Regions from separate parts of the Mus musculus genome. Here region 2 is linked to region 1. The links are chromatin contacts, called in public Hi-C maps. All regions are on one chromosome and are shown on one strand. Each heading gives the region's core, a stretch centred on a gene start, on an enhancer-like site or on the middle of the called end of the contact. The rest is flanking DNA. Distances are from core to core; before and after follow the strand shown.

Region 1 (5,587 bases), core at 1,672-4,171:
CTGTAGCTTTCTTCCCTTAGGCTATGTTTCTTCTATGATTCTGAGTCTGCTTTCCTCTTGAGGATGTCTAGCTTGCCCCTGCACACTAGGCTGGAAGGATGAAGAGGAGATGGGAATGGGTGGGGTCTGCAAGATACCTGCTGAGAGTGAGCTGCCTGGGAGTGAGTACTGTTTCCAGAAAGGTTTTAGTGCTCAGCTCTCTTAGATAATATTCAATGAAGCAGCTCTCTTAGATGACCTTCAGTGAAATAGTTTCTTGATGGACACTTTATTTGGGGTGAGCAAAGACTATGCATGAACTTTGGAGAGTAAGAAGGAGTTTTCATGGTGGATGTAAATCATTAGCTGGGGTTTAAAATACTGGGAGTGCCTCCTTTGCATGGAGAGGCATTCCAGGAATCCCAGGTACTTGCTGGGTGAGTTCTTATCAGGAAAGAAGTTGAACTTGAAGGTAAAGGGTTTGGGGGTAGGTCTCCCCCAGATAAAGTTAGGAAGGGGAAGCCCTGCTAGAAAAGGGAGTCTTCCATTTTGTGCCTAGCTCCAAAGAGCTATCAGACATAGTAGACTGAGACCTCAAGTAGCAGGATTTCCCAAAACTCTTCCACTTGTATGGAATCAGATGTTAATACAATTGCCCTTTCTACCTCCAAATTCCCTCTACCCTTCACTATAACCATGTTTTCTTGCTTTTTCTTTCTTTTTTTTTTCCCATGGAACATTGATGGCACAACTTCCTCCTGTGAAGAATGTGTGATCAGAAAAACAAATGAATGCTTGCGAGTTTCTAGATCAAAGCACTGACCTGGGGCATAATCTCAGAATAACCCTCTGAGGCCCTCATTGGTTTTGGAGGCCATTTTGAGGTTGTGCTGGACAACCAAATTCTTAGTGCTATGGGTGGAGCTGACTTGAGTTGAATCTGACTTCCACTCTGGACTCTGTTATCTCAAGCTGTAGAAGTTTTGTGGAGGATCAGTTTTTAGAAAAACACAGTTTAGTCCTTTCTGTTTCAAACAGCAGAGAGCGAACTGATGTCATAGTAACAAAGTTCAAGGTCTTTAGGGGAGCTCTTCCCAGGAGTCCATTGTCTGGACTCCAGAGGCAGGGCCTGAACTGCACTCAGTGGCTTCTTTAACCTAATACACAGAGACTCTCAGATGCTTAAATATCTGCGAGTTGGCAGACTGTTTCCTGCTAAGTGGGCTTGCTTTATACTTCAGGACCAGTGAATTCTGTTTAAAGATGTTAGTGCTCACATGCTTTTTATTAAATCAAACTTAACTTATACCAAGTTAACTTATACCAAGAGTATTTTAACATCTACCAAACCTTCAGAGTTATCTTTTGTTCCGATGTGGCTTCCTCTTTGACCTTAGTACATATTAGGCCTGGCATTTTAGCTGACTGGAAGGTGAAGACATGTGAACCTGGCAGAGAAGGGCAAAGCTCACAGGAAGCACCGGATGCAGAGCCAAGGCCTGCGGGAGTAGGTAGCTAGGAATTGAAGCCTGGATTCCAGCTTAGCTGCTGGGAAATGATGGATTTTCCTTGCTGTCTTCTTACCTAATGTTGGGGACAGCAAAAGCATTTTAGGAGGAAGCAGGCTTATTAAAATACTTTGAAAGATGGGACCCAATTCAGTAAGCATGAAAGCTGTGATTCATGCAGCTCATTTTCTTCCCTGACAGTAACAGGCTTGATACGGAAATAAAATAAGTCCTGTCTCTGCCAAGCACATCCCAAGTTACAGACAAACATGAGTTCTGTTTCCCAAACACTTCCTTTACTTTATAATTCTGTAATTACAAATTTTACGGTTCAACTGGGCAAGCATGGGATCCTGAATCAGAACTGAATAATATTTGAGGCATAAAACTGAAGTGAAGTTGAGGATGTGGATTTTTCAAACTCTCTTCTCTTAAATGGATAAGGAGGAATTAAAGAGAGTGTGTGAGGACAGTGCCTGAGTCCTGCTCAGTAAACTGCCTGCAACCAGGAAAGCTGGAATACAAATGACCTATATGATATGTCAAATATAAGTTAGGACACTTCAATGATTTAACTTCTACTGGCTATTGTATGTTGGCTCCACAAACAGTCTTTCAGCTATAGCCTCTTGCAGCCACTAACTAGAGTTTGGTCAGCCCCTGGTAAGCAGCCTGCTTGCATAAATGACCATGGAAAGCAGCAGAAAACAGTGAACTTCTGCACAGTCCACTTAGGTTTTAGGAACATAGCTTCCCTTTCCATATACTCCCATTCCTTTTAGCCCCATGGCTGTTGATAACTGCAGATAGCATCCTTCCTTGTAGAAATTCCTCCTGGAACCCAAAATGCCTTCCTAGTTATCAAACCATCCAGAGAAGAATACCAACACAGCCTTCCATGTTTCCCACCCTCTTCCCTTTTCCAAGTAATCCTTGCAATCATTCCTGTGATTGAACTGGGATGCTCAAAAGTATCACATTTCCCAAGATGGCATCAGAGATGAGCTAAAGATCTCTCAGGGAGGCAGGCCCCAGGTATCGGTAGTGTGGCAAGCCCCGGGCTGATGTTGGAGTCCAGTTAAGGCTGAGACAGTTCCTTTTTGCTGAGACTGACTGTAGGAATCTTGCATTTGCTGCCTCTTAAGTCATGACAGATGGCGGTATTTTCTCTAAATATTAATACTACTCTTTTCAACTATAGAGCCTAGATACCCATTCCAGGAAGCATTCTCTTCAATATCCTGTTAAGCAAGGATGAAACAGCAGGCTCCAGCAAGGAATGTGCCGAAGGTCTCCTGTCTTCCTTAGCATTGGCCCCCTCAACAGGGAGATGGTCATAAAGTTAACCCGTACCCAGTGTTTGTTCTGAAAATGAGTTGCACAGATGCCTGCTGTCAGCTTGCCTTCTAGCTACTCATTGTCAGGACAAAGGAAAGCAGAAGTCACATGTGGCTGGTGGCTGGCGGCTGGCATTCTCTCTCCCTCCTTGTGGAAGAGATGCATGTTGCTGAGGCTTTTTTTGTTGTGGTTTTAACCCCTGGTGCTTTGGTTGTAGTGGTTTGTAAAATGAGTGTAGTTGGGAGAAAATTTTCCATCTGTGAAACCGGGGAACACCACTCTAAATTGTGAGGAGTAAAGGAAGAAGAATTCTGTTACAAAGATAGCCAGCTGCCTCAGAGATGCGGTGATGAAATCCTGCACAGGCTGAGGATAAACAGATACTTTGTGGCGGAAAGGACTGAGAATTTGGAATCTGGAACCTCCATTCTGCCTTTGACTCAGCTGGTGTCTGCATTGGGAGGGCTAGAAAGCAGTGGTTAATAACCAGATACATAAGTCTACATCCACCAGGCAGAGAGCCAGTCCTGGCTTTGCTGTTGATGGGACAAGTCTTTACTCTGTGTCTCAGTTTCCTCACATCTAAAGAGGAGAACATAATGGTACCTGCATTGAAATTTTCACGATTAAATTAGTATGTATTCTAATGATCTGTAAGATTTCAAATAATCATAAATTAGACACTTCATCTCTCTCCCCTCTTTAAATTCTTTATTATTATGTGCTAACCTGTAACTTTCCAAGTTCCCTCCTTCAATGTAATGATCCTGCATAGTTAGGCATTTTTCTTCTTTTTCTTACTTTTAGTACAATTAGCATTCAAATAGATGGAAACCACAGAGCAATGTATTACAATCAATTAATGATATGCCAGAAAATTATGTTAAAATATCCAAACCATGATTTAAAAAAAAAAAAACCCAGCTCACTGTTTAGGAAGAGTTGTTCTTGGCAGTGAGAAAAACAGCCCATTGTCCCAGATAAGTTATGAGTTTAGAGAACTGGACCCTGAGGAGAAGTCACCAGTAACCCCCACAGTCTGGTCCCAAATTCACAGTAACTGGACCTCATGTCTTGGCTCCCGCTTTTCCTCGACCTGGGATTAATTTTGGCTCCATCTGGCTGCAGAATGCAGAGCTGCCCTTAAATGACTCACTTGGTTAAGAGCACCCCATCTTAACTAGAATCTCTCTCCTGCAGAGTGTACTGGGTTGTACTGAGAATCTTTGTCTTCTGTGTACTTGTCTTGCTTTCAGTGTAGTCTGTGGAGCTCCTAGCTACACCACATAGTACATCATACCCCACAGACTTGAGGAGAAAAGTTTTATTCTTTCATAAATTTAAAACGATTTTTTTTATAACTAGTAGTTTTAATTTTCTATGCAATTCAAAGAAAATATAGAGATAGTCATATGACACCCTGTCATGCAGAATACCCATCGCTATCAGAATAAATCTTCCAAGTCAGGATGTTTGGCTTGTTACAGTGGGTGAGCTTGTACTGACGCCTCATCATTTCCCAGTCACACTTTCCTCAGAGTTCCCTCTGCTGTGGTACATTTTAAGGGCTTGGATTTGAGTTTGTTATGCAGTTGAGGCTGGCCTTGAACTCTTGATCTTCCTGCTTCTACCTCCCAAGAGCTGGAATTTCAGGCATGTGCCACTATGCCTAGTGTAACCCTTTTACTTAAAAAAACAAACAACAACAACAAGCAAATTAGTAGCTTTATTTTAGATAGGCTCTTTCTCACCGGTCTGTTGCTTCTGGTTTATCACAATGTGTTTCAAGCTGTCTGAGTTGTCTTCCTAGACATTCTTTAGCAAATGCCTTCACAAACAGCTTTCTTCACAGACTGAAGTTAGATTTGGAACTCTACTTCCATGGCAGAGTACCAAGTATAATGCACAACCTACATGTATGTTTATCAATATATGCACATTTCAATAACTTACAAATGTGATGATTCTGGAAAGACCAAACACTACTCATTAGCTATATATAATCAAGCATAAAGTCACATGGAAGCAGGGATCAATTCTGTTTGAAGATGACTTCCTAACATGGGACCTCCAAGTAGTTCCCTAGTAGGTTTGAAGAACCATTTACCCACGTAGGTAGGAACAGTGGCCATTTTCCACCCAAGCAACACATCATTGCAAAGATGACTCAGAGGGCTGATGGCTACTGCATTTGTGTTTTCAAGGTCATTTTCTCCTAGCTGGAGTGAACTGTTTTATTCTTCCCTCAGTATTTATGGTTTTCTGATATTTTCTGATTTACTAGTATTTGTTTGTGACCTACCATCTCCCACTCCCCATGTACACTGACTGACTTTCTCAAGAGCAAAGGCTATGCTTGCTCACAGCTTTCTCAAAAACAGGTGTTCAGGAATTATTTTCCCAAAAGGTCACTGATTCAATAAGCTTTATTGGAATATAAAGGCATACAATCATAAGCTCTAATTATTGGACTGGAGTTTTGAGATATACATATTGTGGCTTAAATGCTAGCAGTATGTGTTACACAACACACATCTGTGACTGACAACTTCCTTTATCCCTTTGCACTCAACTTCCTCCTTCTCACACCCAGTTCTCAGTAAACACTCTCTTGCTTTTGATTACCATAATTTTGCCTTGTCTTTAAATCTAAACAACAGGGAATTACATAATATGAAATCTTTTCAGCCTAGTTTCTATCAATTAATTTTTCATTTATTTTATTATTGTCACTTTGCTTTGGGTTTTTGAGACAGGGTCTC
Region 2 (5,587 bases), core at 2,106-4,605, 71 kb after region 1:
TTTCTTTTTCAGTTAATTTGTTTGGGTCCCCCTTTTTGTAATAATACTTACAGTGTCTGATAACATTTGGTTTTTACATGATCTTAAATAAGCAGGGAGTACTGCTCATTACTGTAATGTATCATGCTACTAATCACTGCAGCAGCCACTGTTGGTTATAGTTTCTGTTGGAATCTAACCTGCACACTTAAAGACAATGTCAATGTAGTGTCAGTTTAGATTATCTTGATTCTACTACTATTTTTAACTGCTTGATTTCTCCATGAAATTAAAGAAAAAAATAATCTAATAATTTTATAAGAAGCAAAGCTTCTCCAGGTTGCCTATACAGCGTGATGGCTTCTTTCAACATTACCGTCTATATTTTTTTTTGATGAAATCATTTGCTCTTTACTGTTTAAAAGATTATCAAATGGCAATGCCATTAGTACCTAAGAGTTGTTACAATGGCTGCTCAGATGGCTCAGTGTGTAGAGATGCTTGCCATCAAGACTAATAACTTGGGTTCTATCCCTGGATACATAGTGGAAAGAAAGAACCAACTCCCACAAGCCCCCCTCTGTCTTCTCCTCCAGAACACTGACATATTCACCCCAACCCCAAATCTCCAAACACACAAAGTATCAAGAAAAAGAAAGATTATATTTTGGACACAACTATAAGCTATTTGAAGTCTGTAAGACAATATTTTCTTTAAAATGTATACAAAAATCTATCGCCCTTATTCTTTAAAAAAGTCAGTTCAAAATAGATTAAGAACCTAAATGAGATTCCTGAACTCCACTAGGGGAACAGTTCTCAACCTTCTTCAGTTCATCATGTTGTTGTGACCACCAATCACAAAGTTATTTTTGTTACTACATCGTATTTATAATTTTGCTACTGTTATGAATTGTAATGAAAATATCTCTCATGCTGGATATATGATAACCAACCCCTATGAAAGCATCATTTAAACCTCAAAGAGGTCATGGTCCACAGGTTGAGAACCACTGTACCAAAGGAAACCAAAGGTGATACACATCAAGATATAGGCATATGCAAGGGCTTTCTGAAATGACTGCACAGCACAGGAATTAATTTTGAGAACTGAAAATAGAACAGACAGGGGAACAACCAGTAGAATGAGTATAAACAACCTTTAGAATGGCAAAACAATTATTCCCAACTCTACATCCAACAGGATACTAATGTCTAAAACTTATCTCAAAAATAAATCACTACATTGATAAGTGATCCAATCAACAAATGGGCTTCTGAGTTGAGTATTTAATTCTCAAAGGAAGAAATACAAGTTACTAATTAGTATTTGAGAAATTGGACAAAATACTTAACCAACAGGGGCATGCACACTGAAACTACAGTGAGCTTCTGTCTCATCAGTCAGAGTAGCTCACAAGAAGACAAAGGACCACAACACTGCCCAGGATCTAGATAAAGAGGAACTCATATATACTGATGGTGCAATGTAGACTTGGGCAGCCACAATGAAAGTCAGTGTAGAGGTTTGAAAAAGAATCTAAATAGGAGCTAGGCTATAGCTTTGCTAGTAAAATAATTGACACACCTGCATAAAGTCCTGTCTCCCAAAGTAGATTTAAAATAATCTTTAACAATTTGTTATTTAAATTTCATTTTTTCAAGGCTTGTTCTTGAGTTTATTTTAATTAATTAACTAATCACTAATTAATTAAATTCATTGACAATAGAGTCATCTCTCATACATCATGACTACAGTTTTCTATCCCTCCACTCTTTCCAGCTTCCTCCCTCCACTTCCCGTCTCCTCCAGATCCACTCACCCTACTCCTTTCAGAAAAGAGCAGTCCTCCAAGAGACAACAACCAAATACAATAAAACATCACAGCAAGCCAAGGCAAAAGGCCCTCAAACCAAGGCTGGGCAAGGCCAGGAAGGAAAAGAAGCCAAGGAGGCAGAGACACACCTGCTCCTGTGATAAGGTATTCCACAAAAGCACCAAGCTAACATTTACAACGTATATGCAGACGACCTGGTGCAGACTCCTGCAGACCCTGTGCTTACCACTTCAGTCTCTGTGAGCCATATATGCTCTGCATATTTGATTCAATAGTCTGTGGTCTGATGTCCTCCATTCCCTGACTCCTATAGTCTTGTGGATTGGGTCTTAAGCTACATTAGTCATTGTTTGCTCACTCTCACAAGCTCTTGCCCACCAACTTGCTCCAGCACATCTTGTAGGCAGGATGGACTGTAGGTCAAAGGCTTGCCTGCACTATTGGTATTCTGTTCAGAAAGTCATCTCCTGTGCCAGTGATTTCAAGACTGTTCCCCACTTTCTCTTCTATCAGGTTCAATGAGTCTGGTTTTATGTTGAGGTCTTTGATCCACTTGAACTTGAGTTATGTGCAGGTGATAAATATGAATCCATTTGCATTCTTCTATATACAGACTTTAGTTTGACCAACATCTTTTGTGAAGGATGCTTTTTTTTCCATTGTGTATTTCTGGCTTCTTTATATAAATTCAGGTATCCATATGTGTGTGGATATATGTCTGGATTTTCAGTTTGATTACATTGATTAATGTACATGTTTTTATGCCAATACCATGTGGGCGTTATTACTATAGCTTTGTAATACAACTTGAAATCAAGGATGGTGGTGATATCTTCAGCAGTTCTTTCATTGTTCAGGATTGTTTAGAAATCCTTGGTTTTTTGTTTATCTATATGAAGTTGAGGCTTGTACTTTCAAGGCCTGCAAAGAATTTTTCCTTTGTAAGTGTACCATGTGTGTGCAGGTGCCCACAGAGAGTATTGAACCCCATGGAGTGAAGTACCTGATGTGAGTAATGGAACTTGGGTCTTCTAGAGGAGCAGCAGGTCATCTAAATCTTTGCTGAGTCTTCTCTCCATCTCTTCCACTGTGCTTTATAGGGGATACATTGGGTATTCTCATTATACCATTTCTATTGGATTTCCTTTACTTTTCAAGTCTTAATATTCTTGCTGAATCAGTTGATGACTTCTGAACCCAATATTGTTAATTTCCTCATCTGTTTTGCTGACTCTTTCCTGTGTGTGTCTGGCTTCTCACTCAGCATCCTAGATTGGATCCATCTCCTTTGAAAATCCTCATTTATATAATTGATTATTTATATAAAACTTTAGGAATTTTTGTATGGATCCCTACCTATTTCATTATCTTTGGATTCAGTCCTTTCAGAGAGTCATGATGCTGCATTCTTCATCTTTCTTGCATGGCTCTTGAGATTTGTGGTTTGGTTGTTTCCCCTTTTCTCAGAAAGGGGATGGTTATTGAGTGACTTAGTTATGACGTTTCCATATCCATGACCACTAAATAAGGAAGAGATAAGCTGATGCTGTGTAGAAAGCAACAGCCTATGCATGATAAAGAAACACAACTAGAATGAACTATAGTGCATCAGTTGTCAGCTCTCTGCTGGCAGGTCCAGGCAAGAGGAGAGAACCCTGGTCCAGCCAAGTTTCTCCAGGTCTGAGCAGGATGGTGAGTGTCCATGGTTCAAAACAAACATACCCAGGCTGGGAGTCTTGTCAAAGCAGGAACTCGCTTGAATGTGGCAGGTCAAGGAGGTGGTGATAGAAGTATGGGCTGAGATGACATATGGGGTGGAGTGAGATGACGAAGGGTGTGGGGTGATCTCACAGGACCTATAAGAGAATGATACATCAGCAGTAGCTAGGCAGAGGCAATCTCAAAATTCAGGTTGGTAGGTTGTGCTGAGTCATTCTCAAAAATGAAGCCAGGCTTGGGTTTGTCCTCAAGGCCCAAACGAAGGCCAAATAGGGCCTAACAATCAGTGTATCACTAACTACTGTGGAAACAGAATGCAGAAAACTACTCTAGAGGAGGCTCAGAAGTTAAACACTATTTAAGGTAACTGTAGAAGTAGTAAGTGCACAAAATGAAGGAGCCAGGAAAGAGGAGTAAAAGGGCTAAATAAATGAACAGGGAATCAGAGGGAAAAGCAAAGCTGTAGAGGGGAAGGGAAAATTGAAGATTAGAAAAAAGTAAGAAAGGAAAGGCCAACTAAGATGAGCAAGAAGGTGGTGGAGAGATGAGAGAGAAAGAGAAGTGGGATGCTTCATGCACTGTGAAGAGAGGAGGACCTGGAGACACTACAGCAACACACCACAGAGGAACAGGCTGATGTGATAGGCTTATGCTGCCACCTGAGGCCATTGGTGATAGCTCTTCCATGCTGTCGCCAAGGGCTATGTCTGAGTCTATGGCCCTATTACAGCAGATGTCTATGTTGATGTCCACAGCCCATGTTACCACCACAAGCCATGGAGACATCCCGGGCTGGGTTGGCTATATTGATATCTGACAACTATGCTGAGCTGGTCCTGCCCCCTCACCAGACATGATAGTAAGGAGAGCTGGCTGGTCAGCTGGGCAGCAAGGGAAAGCTGACCCTAGTTCATGGGTGAGGATAGCTGGGAGGATGACAAACTCAGCTACCACCCAGGTCCAGATGCAGGGCTTTGAGCTGGCCTACTCCAGCATCTACACCACCCATGGGCTGTTGGAACTCGTAAAGGGACTGGTTCTGTAGATCGAAAGCTGCAAGACCAACATGTCACAGGGCAGCAACAGGATATCCAAGAGTGTCCTGTGAGGATCTGGTAATGATAGTGTAGCAGAAGCCAGAGGCCTTAAGCCAGACTCATTGCAATGACCATTGGCAGGTAGAACTGTGTGGACAAAAGGGTATATTGTGTGACACACCAGGACACACTGCAGCTTCAACAGCAAGATGTTTTATTTATTTTTTACCTAATTTTATTATTTATTTTCTTTTGTTGGGGAGGTTGCAAGGGTGAATGGTGGGCAGGAAGCAATGGGGAGATGAATGGGCCTAGGCTGCATGATTCATTCCATGTGCCTTGTATCATAAATGACTTGGATCTCATGTCTTTCATTACATAAGTTTCCCCTTTCAAGTTACACAGTGCCAGTATGTAATCAGCATCTGACAATCCTGAGCTTAAAGACTTTGTCCACCTACAGATGTACAGCCTCAGAGAAGAGCCTTGTACAGATCTGCATAGGTAGGAATTACAGGAATCTGGTACCCACAGCCAATCCTGTATCATATGTAGTGCAGGCTGTCAAAGGACTGAAAGTGTGTTTATCAGTTTCTTCTCACATTGGTGTGATAAAATATTCTGACAGAAGTGAATTGAAATTTACCTTGTCTTTAAGTTGATTTGTTGATATAGACACCATCACAGTCATACAAATAGAAAACCGAGTAATGGATACAAAGACTTTCACTGCAGAGGGGACATGTCAAGCCTGGAGGACAGAAACAGCTTCTCTCAGTCAGGGGAACAGCTTTTTTTCTGATGCCAGTGTTTAAGACCTTTTACATTATGCCAAACTGCAGACTATCCACAGCACATTTCCCAAAAGACCATTGGTTTTGTAGGTCAGAATCATGTTATTTCCATTACTATTACTGAATGAAGAGGCTAGTTCACGAGGGATGAAGGACGCTGTCATTCATCTGTTCCTGTGTGCTATCCACAGGGAGGTATGTGCTATGTCGAGGACGTATT

What was found. A called contact is a pair of places that touch in the nucleus more often than the background predicts.
Region 2: a contact with region 1 is called in a Hi-C map of bone marrow-derived macrophages, with 2.3 times the contacts expected there. The contact joins two enhancer-like sites. A contact is called at or near these places in 1 of 484 Hi-C or Micro-C datasets (bone marrow-derived macrophages) and 1 of 9 other capture datasets (embryonic stem cells).

What each region holds. Positions count from the first base shown.
Region 1 is chr12:35,264,295-35,269,881 of GRCm38.p6, forward strand. No RefSeq gene overlaps it. Among named protein-coding and RNA genes, the nearest start is that of Mir680-3, 72 kb to the left of the region's middle. Within about 2 kb of position 2,922, at least 20 of the 459 cell types and tissues checked have an H3K27ac peak or open chromatin away from gene starts, as enhancers often do. A contact at or near this core is called in bone marrow-derived macrophages, where this site is marked.
Region 2 is chr12:35,335,081-35,340,667 of GRCm38.p6, forward strand. No RefSeq gene overlaps it. Among named protein-coding and RNA genes, the nearest start is that of Gm26071, 100 kb to the right of the region's middle. Within about 2 kb of position 3,356, at least 32 of the 459 cell types and tissues checked have an H3K27ac peak or open chromatin away from gene starts, as enhancers often do. A contact at or near this core is called in bone marrow-derived macrophages, where this site is marked.